Regions from separate parts of the Danio rerio genome. Here region 2 is linked to region 1. A link is a contact called in public Micro-C data. All regions are on one chromosome and are shown on one strand. The core of a region is the stretch at or near the end of the contact, and the rest is flanking DNA. Distances in the headings are between cores, read along the strand shown.

The links. A called contact is a pair of places that touch in the nucleus more often than the background predicts.
Region 2: a contact with region 1 is called in a Micro-C map of caudal fin, with 2.3 times the contacts expected there. The contact joins two enhancer-like sites. A contact is called at or near these places in 2 of 18 Hi-C or Micro-C datasets (caudal fin and an unstated tissue).

The regions. Positions count from the first base shown.
Region 1 is chr2:35,120,332-35,126,138 of GRCz12tu, reverse strand. All of the region lies in intron 2 of LOC137487932 (a long non-coding RNA gene), which reads right to left. Among named protein-coding and RNA genes, the nearest start is that of fam49ba, 110 kb to the left of the region's middle. Within about 2 kb of position 2,153, at least 13 of the 62 cell types and tissues checked have an H3K27ac peak or open chromatin away from gene starts, as enhancers often do. A contact at or near this core is called in caudal fin, where this site is marked.
Region 2 is chr2:35,168,569-35,174,375 of GRCz12tu, reverse strand. No RefSeq gene overlaps it. Among named protein-coding and RNA genes, the nearest start is that of fam49ba, 61 kb to the left of the region's middle. Within about 2 kb of position 2,160, at least 17 of the 62 cell types and tissues checked have an H3K27ac peak or open chromatin away from gene starts, as enhancers often do. A contact at or near this core is called in caudal fin, where this site is marked.

The sequences.
Region 1 (5,807 bases), core at 904-3,403:
ACGTCACTTTCATGTTTTATGAAAGGATTGAATGTCAGAAACACTTCAATAATCATGTGCACGTTATTATCATCAGTTAAAGAAGTTTGTTATTTCAAATAGAGACGTGCGGCGAGCGCTCTCAAAAAAACGCAACCGTTCATGCTTTTAGACAGCTATGTAAACAACTATAATGCACAGGGTAGATTCTGCTCTTCTTCTTGGCTTTGTAGCTGTTCATCAAGACGACGACAAGGTTTTTTAAGCTCGGGTCCACCATGGCTCATTATTTTATGTGTATAGTATTACGGTGTAATGTCTTGGCTGTGTATTTAAAAAATGCTGCTTCATTTGTCTTGATTCTCCTGGCTTGTGTACGCGCTGGTGACGTATCTCTTTAAACCAATAGCGTTCAGTTGCACATCTAGCTCAGCATTTTGGTACCCTTATGTCATGTTAGATACCCTTTTTTAAAAAGTGGTATGGTATGGGTTGCTTTTAGGTACCTCTTGACAGTGGAAACATCCATAAAATTGTATCGAACCATGCCGTACTTTTTCACTCAGTGGAAACAGGCCATTAATGTATCTGAATCAGATCAGGACATTCCTCAGATCGGGACTTGTAGACCTGTGCTTCAGTGGATTTGCTCTACAGTTTTTGAACTTTCAGCAGTGAAATTTAAACCTCACTGAACTAAACTAAACTGAACTTCAACTCAGAAATCTGGACTTTACTAAAACTTTGTTAAGCTACTTAGACACTATCTATATTGTAAAAAGCGCTGCATAAATAAAAATGATTTTATTTAAATTGAATTGTTAGACCTGTAATGCATGCTGAGGCTAATGCAAGTTATATACATTGTTTTTTTATCAATGGTTGAGCCAATCTAATGTTTCACACAGTAAATCATAGTTTAAAAGTTTACGCAAAAAACGAAACATCTGACATCATTTACTCTTTCTCAAGCAGTTCCAAACCTGTATCCTTTCGAGAAACATAAAGATGAAAAATAAGCCTCAGTGTCTATACACTGAAAGTTAATGGTGTTTAACATGTTTTGAACCCCACAGACATTGAATTATATGAACCCAAGTAGCTTGAAAATACCTTATTTATGATCCACAGATGAAAGAAAGTCATGCAGGTTTGGAACAACATGAGGCATATGTTTCATTTTAGGTCACCTAACTCTTTAAGCATTCAAACAGTTTTTTGGGTCACTGTACATTACCAAAGGCCATCCTGACCAAAAAAAAGACTCTTAATACACACAGCCAAAGGAACAACAGAATTGCTAATTCAACTAAAACTGCAAAGGATCCAATTACACTCCATAATGGCGCATGCACAATGTGAGTGACAAAGCCTCTTTCTCTTTCAGCAGAGACGGCGTTGTATACACAGAGTCTGACAGCACATGTGAAAGGATTTGATCCCTGCTTCATCTCCAGCCTGCTGTAGACCTGTATATGAGGCGCCACAAACGTTTGGAGATAATACTTGCTATTGTTGGTCCTGTTTAGACCTTATTAAACTACAGTATATATAATATCTGTGAAACTAAGTCAACAAGGAGTCATTAGCTAATTGGTCACTTAACTGATTTTTTACTGACTATAAGTTTGCAAGTATGTTGCTCTGACTAAGCTACCAAACAATGACCGTTCGCAGACATGGTTACAAAGATACTTATATAACAAATGGAGTATCTAAAAGGGGCCATCAAAATAAAGTGTATCCCATTGCTGTCCTAAAGTCAGCTTAGTAAGGCTCCAGTCCATGAAAGCGGTGAAAAACACTTGCTCAGTTTTCACGGAATTGTGTAAAGGAGCATGAAAGATGAATGACAGCAGTTGGAACTTAGCCTGGGAACAACCTTATGGATTTCTCAGCTCTTTGCCTCTGGCATACAGCGCTTTTGTTAAATCAGCTCTGAGAACTGAGCACTTTAGCAGTCATTTGTCACAGGTACATTATGTAATTCAGAGTCAGGCACACCCTGGGTAAATTAGGAAAACATCCATGATGGGACTTGTTCGCACATAAGAAGTAACATTGCATTTCCCTGCTCGGGCTCGACACTATTTCAAATGGCAAAGTGCTGAGTAGGCGATGCCATGTGCATTATAGTGCCAGAAGGCAGCATTCTTTCCAATCAGCCTCTTTCATGTGAAGCAACTGCTCGGATGCACTGCTGACACATAACACTGTGTGAATGTAATGAATGCTCCTCATAGGGCAGGTCTCTGCATGAGTAATATGATGGCGCACTGGATCTCAGCCAGTGCAAATACTCACAGTGTAAGCGACGTCTTTGGCGTGCACATTTATTTCTCTTTAGTAATATGAATGGTAAGCAGTAAATCATAGGCATGTACAAAGCAGTGACAGATGATTTGAGAAGTGCTTTTGGAAAGCATTGTGTGTACAGTCTTTAGAAGCAGCTGAAAAGTTCAATCTTATCTGAACGCTCTGAAGTTTAAAGATCAATGGCAGCTTTTTATATAGGCAGACACTTCAAGATTGTGTCAAATAAAAGCCTTGCATGAACAGACCTATCATACACTGCCTGTGGTAAACTTTTTTATATGAATAGAGCTTTATAACATTATTTAAACAAATTTTAATTATAAGATTATACAGGCACATTACACCAAAAAAAATAAAAATAAATAAATAAATAAATAAATCTGTCATTATTTACCCACCCTTGCTGCAAACAGAATAAAGTTTGAGCAAAGTCCCTTTAAGACATTGGCTTCAAACTCAATTCCTGGAGCGCTGCAGCTCTGCACAGTTTTGCTTAAACCCTGATCAAACACCTCTGATCCAACTAATGAAGGCGCTCATGACTCTTTTAAACCACTTGATTATTTGGATCAGCTATATTTGATGGGGTTGGAGCAAAACTGTGCAGAGCTGCGGCCATCCAGGAATTGACTTTCAGACCTATGCTTTAAGTAATTTCACCCGGCGCCCATCTTTGAAAGGCCTCTCAGGCAGTATAATCTGTTTGAATGGGGAAACATTAAATTCTCCAAAACTGCTTGTCAAGCTTACGACTAAATTTCATATTAGGAATCACCAATAAAATTAAACAACAACTGTTGATTCTGATAGTAAATGTTGTATTGCCGTCTTTTAGGTTGAATCTCAGTTTTAATGTGCTATTTTGTTTAAAAACAAAGCATCTGCTTGTCAGCACGACAGCAATAAAATCCAATGGACAGCCGATCGCTTTCACTCCAAAATGGCGGAATCCGGGGCTGTTGCCGGGCACTGCTGTTGCAATGGAACGTTCTATTGAGTGTCACCTCTTTGTCATTCTAAGCTCTTTGGTTTGAGTCAGACCACAAAAGAAGATATTTTGGAAAATGCTGGTAACCAACAGTTGACATAAGCCATTTCTCATTTCAGAGGCTGCATCCTCGGAAGGATGCGTTCGAAGGGCGCTGTGTCATTATGTTGTGGCGAAGGCTGTCTCATTTTTAAAAAATTCAAAGTCTCCCTCAAATGCAGCCTTCAAATGTGTCCATCGTTTCCCAGGTCATGAAGGACAAAACCGGTGGATCCTTTGCGGGCCTCGAATGTCCCAAGATTGATTGCGCGCTGATAATGGCAGGAGATTTTTAAAATAAAACTCCAGATTAAATGTATGAATAAGGTTTTATTTACTTGGATATCTAAACACGTTAAAAAGAAAAAGTGTATGACATGTCTTTCTAAAAAGGTATTTTGTTCACATTTTTATTTGTACATGTATGAATCAAAAGAATTGTATTTCCAGCTTTTATAAGCCTTGCTTTGCCTTCAGATCACTTAAAATAAGTTTTAAAATCACTCTGAAAAAAATTACAAATTTTATTACCGCTTATTAACGGCAGCTACATCTGCTCATTTCAAAATGCTCGGTTCGGCCTGCGAGGACTTAGAAGGACTCACTCTTGAAGTCAGCATCCTTCCAAAAAAATTGGAAAGTCTTTGGAAGTCAATAGCTGCCATCAAGTGTTTGGTTACCACCATCCTTAAAATATTTTATTTTGTGTTGAAAAGAAAAAAAGAAAGTCAGGTTTTCAAAACAGGTTTGGAACAACTTGAGGAATAGTTCTTTTTACTGTCTTCGCAATGTCAAACTGAATGTGCTGGTCTTCATTCAGGTAGAAATGCCTGTTAGACAAGCTGTGAAGAAATCAGCCATAGTCAGATCATCAGGCTGGAATGAGAGGTAGAGTTAACTGTCATCAGCATAGCAGTGATAAGAAAAGCCATGTTTATTATGACAGATTCAAGCAATCCCATCGAGGATAAAGAAGAGAAACTGTCTCTGAACTGAGCTCTGGGGCACCCCGGCAGCAAGATTCTGCATGCCCATGGACACCTCAACAATCCTGAATTATCAAACTATTTACTGTTCACCACAGAAAATAAGCTCACAACTGGATGATACAGTATGTGCTCATTTAGCGCTTGAAGGTGATTGTCATGCACATTTTGTCAGTAAAGCCTGTTCTGCAACTCCAGCATGAGATGTCAGATTGATACAGTTCACAGATTCACTGACAAGCAATGCAATAAATCACACATGATTTAATCTCATGATAATGAAATCAAAGTTAACCATTCTGCTATAATGACAGTCCTTTTGCATAACTTCTCAGTAAACTATGGCTGTCTGAAGTAAACGCTACACTGTAAAACCCAACAGTCAACTTAATCAAATGAAACGAGTGTAGTTACCTTAAAATTGACTGAAAGGTATTCTACTCATTTGAAACGAGTTTTGAACTCAGTGTTGAAGATTAGTTTTGTTTTAACTCAAAGGGTTTGTAGCAACCAGTTTCCTCAAACAGTTTGAGTTGCCTTAACTTGTTGGGTTTTATACTCAGTTAATTTGAGTTCTCTTCATGTATTGGGTTTAACTGTGCTCGGATTTCTTTATTTAATGGATTAAAGTCACAGTACTCATTAGGATTATTTTTTTAACTTAAATGGTTCATTGCAATCGGTTTCCTCAAATGGTTTGAGTTACCTTGACTTATTGGGATTTACAGTGTACATCTTAAAACATGCAAAATACCATATTTAATAATGTGTTTTTCTCAATTGAGTGTTCAAAGTGTTGGAAATAAATCTTTCTGTGAGATGATGTGGTTTCTCACACAGTTTTTAAGCAGTGATAAATGCAATGCATTTACTGTATACTTGCAATGTAATGCAATGTACTGTATACTTGACGGAATAATTGAACCATACATTGATGAAAGCAGTTCATCTGTTAGTTCAGTAAACGCTAAAGGGATGACATGGTTTTCTTCTCTGAGGTGTATATGAAGTTTTTGTACAAAAGAGCCCATTGGCCTTCTAATAGAAATTTCATACTGATCAGAGAACTGTGCAACCCTGACAAGATGTGTGTGACAATCGCAGATTTCGTAAAATCACGATTCCGATTTCATTCATTACTTCATCCACCAGAATAGTAATACTTCTTTTACTCTTTCTCTTATTTAATTGGGTTGACAAACTGCAACTGTGAGTATGTCAGTGCCAACATGGCCTTCACGTAGCCTCACCACTGTCTTTCAGCCTATTTAAAGCAGCCATTAATCATTTCCTCCCAACAAATTCATAAGAGGAAGCAATCAACATGTCATTGCAGTATATAAGTATCTAGCGTAAACAGATCTTCGGCATACATTCTAAGTATGGACATCTGAACCCCAACACTTGCGATGCCCATCGATAGGCATGTTGCATGGCTGTATACATCTATATATAAATCTCTCTATTTTGCCTGCGAGTTTTGGCCTCATTACACAGTA
Region 2 (5,807 bases), core at 911-3,410, 48 kb before region 1:
ACTTCCCTTTCTGCATTCAGCAACAGTCTGCTCTGAATGATTTTACTTTGAATAACTAGGCAAACAATAGTTCCCCTCTGAGCAACGCTCTGCCATGTGGGCTGTGCTTATGTCAACAAACAGCCTCATTACCTCTAATATGATTTCCTCTGCTATTTCTCGCTTTCTTTCCTCTATTTGCACACACAAAGATGGGGGGCAAAGTGCAGAAGACTCCTGGAAGTTGTCATTGTTGTCAGCGGCTGGCCTGTTCTTCCACTCTAAACACTGCTGAGGTGCAAACAGCTCCTTTTCACTTTTGCTACTTTATTTTTTATGCAGGGTCAGTTCAGCCACCATCCATCTAAATAAAATGACCATTTACTATGAATGCATGTGTACAGCTGACCCAAGAGTGAAACGCTTACAACTGTAATGCTGCTTTAAACCTGAAGCTGTTTTTTATCCGCAGTTCATGCACTTTTGTTGGCTTCTTTGCTGTTCTATATGAGCCAGAAAGTCATCCAGGATGAAAGCTAACATGAGGGTAAGTGCAATCCGATATTCTTATCCAGTTAAGATATGAACCACCATATTTAACATGTTTACATACAAAGGTTTGAAATAAAATGCGGGCTCCTCACACCTGCTGTATTCTCATATTGCAGCAAACAGCAGAGTCAGCCTGGATTCTTTACCATATTTTCACAACATTAGCAGTGCCGTGTCACCATGACTCATTATTACTGGTATATCATTGTAATGATTAAGCTCATAGTTTTCTTTCAGCACTATTTTACTTTCAGACCAGCCCAATTCCAATTCATGTCTAGTCTAAACCGCCTTTAAATATTAACCTGAGTCTTTGATTAATTAACTTTGCTGATAAATTGCAGTTCATGATTTTAAGATTAAGACATTCCTCTGGTACAAAAGCTCTATAATTCCATAAGGAACCTTTAAAGGTAGCATAGAATGCATTGATACATTGATTAAATTGTTCTCTGATATTTACATAGAATGTATGTGGCTTAGGTAAGTGCAAACAAAACTCCAGAAAAGGCTTTAAAACCCCATTTCGAACCCAAGTAATTGGCCAATATAGAATAGAAAGGTCTTATTTGACCTTGTTTGGAAGAGGTGACTTGAAAATATTAATGAGCTCTGCATCTTCTGATGCTTACACAGTGTAATGTACTCCTAAATACATGCATGCGAAATATTCAAACTTCAGTTGGCAAAAATATTTTATCAAATCGAGTAGACTCTTTGTCAAACGGTGAACAGTTTTACGTTAGGAGCAAGTGTTACTATAATTATTGTAATTTTCTAAAAAAACATTGTGACCAATCAAACCCAGGAGGGGGCCACACAATGGCTTATCCAACTTATCCAGCATATATTTTACGGAATGGATGCCTTTCCAGCTGCAACCCATCACTAGAAAACACCCACACACACTCATTCACGTGCACACGCAGACTCATACACTGCGGTCAACTTAGTTCTTCAATTCACCTATAGCACATGTCTTTAGACTTTAGGGGAAACCCGAGCACCCAGAAAAAACTCATGTGAACACTGGGAGAACATGCAAACTCCACATAGAAATGTGACCAACTGACCCAGCCAGGACTCGAACCAGTGACCTTCTTGCTGCGAGACAATTGTGCTACCCACTGTGACGCCTCATTTTTTGCGTAAATATCTATATTTCATTCCATGTCACTTAGAAACTTACACTCCTAAAAATTTGCTAGTTGATATTGAACCTTTAAGTTATGCAGAACCTTTCCATTGCAGAGTAGTTTGATGGGCCTTCGATGGCATTGTGACAAATAAAGAAATTAATAAATTAAAAAATAAACTCTTAGGAGTCTACAAAGTTTGCTCATTTTGCCTTTGCATAGCAGTATTGAGGTCTCCTTTCTTGAGTATTTGAGTCATAAATCAGAGGGTTTTAGGTGGAAAGTTTCCGCTCAGCTTGTAGGCTCCACAGCGAGTCCTCAGGGATCTCCCACAGCTACGGTCCACGACTCCAGCGGGCTGCCCATTTAACACAAGGGTAAATAAACAACACTCGCCTGCTGACACATAAACAGACACACGCTCCTTCTGGAGGCAGTTGTAGTCTGCCACAGTTTAAGTAAACTCTTGCGTAATAAGGAACTGTGCAGACAGCTTTGGCAACAATGGCAGTACTATGCAGAGAGGGTCAGGGAGGCCTGCTGTCGGAGATAAAAGAGTAATCAGATGCTTTTTTCCTCATTCAGTTTTCACCCAGAAGACTGGAAATGAAAACATGAAGACACATGCACTGAATTTCAACTCTCAAAGTGAGCGTGAGTTCACTTCCCAGGCCGAGCGGGACTCATTCTTCACCTCTGTGTGAGGTGAGTTCAAACACAACAGAGGCCATTCATGGGGTCACCATCGCATCAAACTCTCATTCGCTCACTGCACGACAAGTAGCACACAATGCTGGACCTGTGCCCACTATCCCGGGAGATCGCAATAACTCTGGGAACACGCAGCGTTTGCTCATTCACAATAGAGCCTTCTCAGTCATATGTGGAGGAACTTTCTAGTGCAAACATCTGCACTTGAGTTCAGTTCCACTTGAACGATTCGGTTCATTCATAATGGAGCATTGCTGAGATCCCCATCAAACTTTCCTCCATGATCATGTGATTAAGCCACTGACAGATCTGTCATCCTCATATCAAGTCCAAGTAATGATCAGTCATCTCTAATGATTTTACTTTAATAAGCTAGACAGCTTCTTTTTCTATGCAAAATTTGACATTGTAAAAATACTGAAGGCAAGTCTTATCACATGACTGCACAGCACTTTCTTTATCAGAAATAATAGATCAGAAATAATAAGCCAGTTATTTTTCCAATCCATTGGTTTTTGAACTTTTTAACTCCTCTTCGAATAAAAACTACTTTTACTTCCCCCAAACTTATTTTTAATTCTGAAAAAAAAATGTGTTTTGTGTTTTTCAGCTTCATTAAAATAATTAATTCATTAATTTTACTCTCTTTATTCATCAGGGGTTACCATTGCAAAATGAACCGGCAACTTATTCAGCATATGTCTTACACAGCGGATGCTTATTCAGCTACAACCTAGTACTGGAAAACATCTAAACACACTTATTCACACACATACACTATGGGCAATTTAGCTTATTCAATTCACCTGTACCAGATGTCTCTAGACTGTGGGGGAAACTGTAACACCTGGAGGAAACCAATCATTAAAATAATATTCAAACAAAATAGATTAAACACTTGAACATATATGCTTTGCAGATCAGAATTAACTGTCTATACACTCAAAAAATGACGTTTGCTGTTTGTTCAAATTACATATTTGAAATGAGCTGAATCAATACAATTATCGAGTTTTTTTTTTTGCAACAACTTAATTGTTTTATTTTTAATTCACCTAAATCTGTAAAAATTTAATTGATTAATTTAATTCCTTTGTGTTGTCTATTTTACAGTGTATTTAGAGTGTCTGGTGTACTTTTATAAATACCACTGATCAGTTTTCCAAAACATCACTTTTTTTTCCGGCTGATACTGTAATATCACTCAGGCCTGTAGCCAGCCTGGTGTAGAGGCTGGTCCTTTTTTCTTAAAAAGTGGATCTTTTTGCAGTTATTTACCTTATTTTCTATTTAATTATGAGGTTTAAATACTGCATTTTAGTGACATTTTAACCACTATTTTTAGCTGGATTAGTTTGTCAGAGGGTCATCATAATCACTCTTTTTAATGTACCATAAACAGTTAAAACATTAACATGCAGAGCTTCTTGATTTTTTAAATCTTTTTTAGTGAAAAAAAAAATATTCAAAAAGTTCATCGACAAAAATAGCCTTATTATTATAAAAATAAACTCTAATATGGGCACCTTTTTATAGTTATTTTGTTTTCTTTCAAGAACTCCAAGACCTAAAATAAAAGTTACTTGTAGTGAAAGATGACTCCACTTACATCAGATTCCGTGTTATGTATTTATTTATTTATTTATTATTTTTTTGCACAACAGGACATGGTGTAAAATTGTTTGCATTTATTGAAAGCTTTCTTTGATGCTTTCACAACTTATGATGGCACAGCAGTCAAAATTAGACAAAAGAGCTCATGTATGGGACAGATTCTGGACCTTTTATCAGTGGAGGATGGGTCTTTCATCACACTTTTTTATTTTCATGGTCTGTTTGTTGAATTTAAGTTACATTGCATCTACATGCCAACTAATTCTCGTTAGATTATAAGTAGACTGTAAGGTTGGGCTTAGGGTTAGTGTAAGACATGTATTTGCTAAGTTTCTTATAGTCAGTTAAACATCTGTTGAAGGAGCAGTATAAACATTACGCAGACAGTAATCTTTAAACATCTTTTTTTTTTTTACAAGCACTTCCAAAACAAAACTTTGACTAACTATAGGCAAACAACAGACTTCTCCAATTTGGGCCAAATGTCAATGAATGACCATATCGTGTTTAATATTACTGGCTTGATTTATTTATTTATTTTCTGTATTTGCACAAAAATAATAGGTCAAAGTGTGAACGACACTGCTGTTGAGCCCTAAAGCCCATGATGAATCCCTGGACTAACAAAAGACAAGCAGTAGATTTCACTCGCTCTCTGGGCTTTAAAGTCATACAACGATGGGCGTGCTTTAATAAAGCAGATATGAGATGAATATATCTTTAAAATTTCCAGTGAATGAAGTCAAATATGGGTAGGGTTAATGTAAATTCTAGAGAGGAACATACATGAACACTCCCTTCGATCCAGAACAGAGGAATTAGTCATGGACTTTTTCAGCCGTAACTCTACACCACACGCTTCCTCCTTCATCCTTTGCTTCTCAATTACCGATTTGTTGAATAATTACAAGCTTTTATTGTGCTATCGACTTTCTTTAGAAGATATCTGATATCAGTGCAGCTTTTGAAATCATATCAGCCCATTACAGACACTTGAGGAATCATGACCTCCTCCTGTGTGTTTTTCTGAAATTAATACAATGAACGAAAAGAACAATAATGTGTGTGTGTCATGAAAAACTATACTCTAAGCCACAGATTTCCTCTAACGCCTTTTATTTTAGATTTCTTATAAACTTCAAAAGGGAAAAACTTTTATTCCAAAATCATGGAAAAGCAAATAATTTAGTACGAAACAAATGTTCTCAGTATAAATAATGTCAGTATATCTAACACATTCAATATATTTTGAAGCTGCTTTGCATGAAACCGTGTATTATAATTATCGTTTGGATCGATATGCTAAATAATGTAGAATTTCTATAGACAAACTTATATATATATATATATATATATATATATATATATATATATATATATATATATATATATATATATATATATATATATTAACAAAATATATATGCAAAATTTTGTTTTCATGACAAGCAAATAAAGTGGTCTATGGTTTTGATTTACAGTTTTTACCATCTCAACAGCTAGTGAACTGTCACTTTCATCAGTGTCGATGGTCTTTTAACTATAGGAAAGCGTACCGTGTGTAAACTCTGCAATCCATTAGTTGTGAAATCCCACAGTGCATTGACAAATATGCCGTATCTTCAAAGGAGCAATGAATTGAGCTTTAAAGTGCCGCTTGCAATACAATAAAGAGATAACAGTTCCCAAGTTCACTAAAATGTAACTGAAATGTTTCAAGTACAACTTGCACGATGCACATCAGCTATCTTTTGCATTATAAATGCGTGAGAACAACTGGGACAAGTTAATTAAAGTACAAAAGTATAACAATTA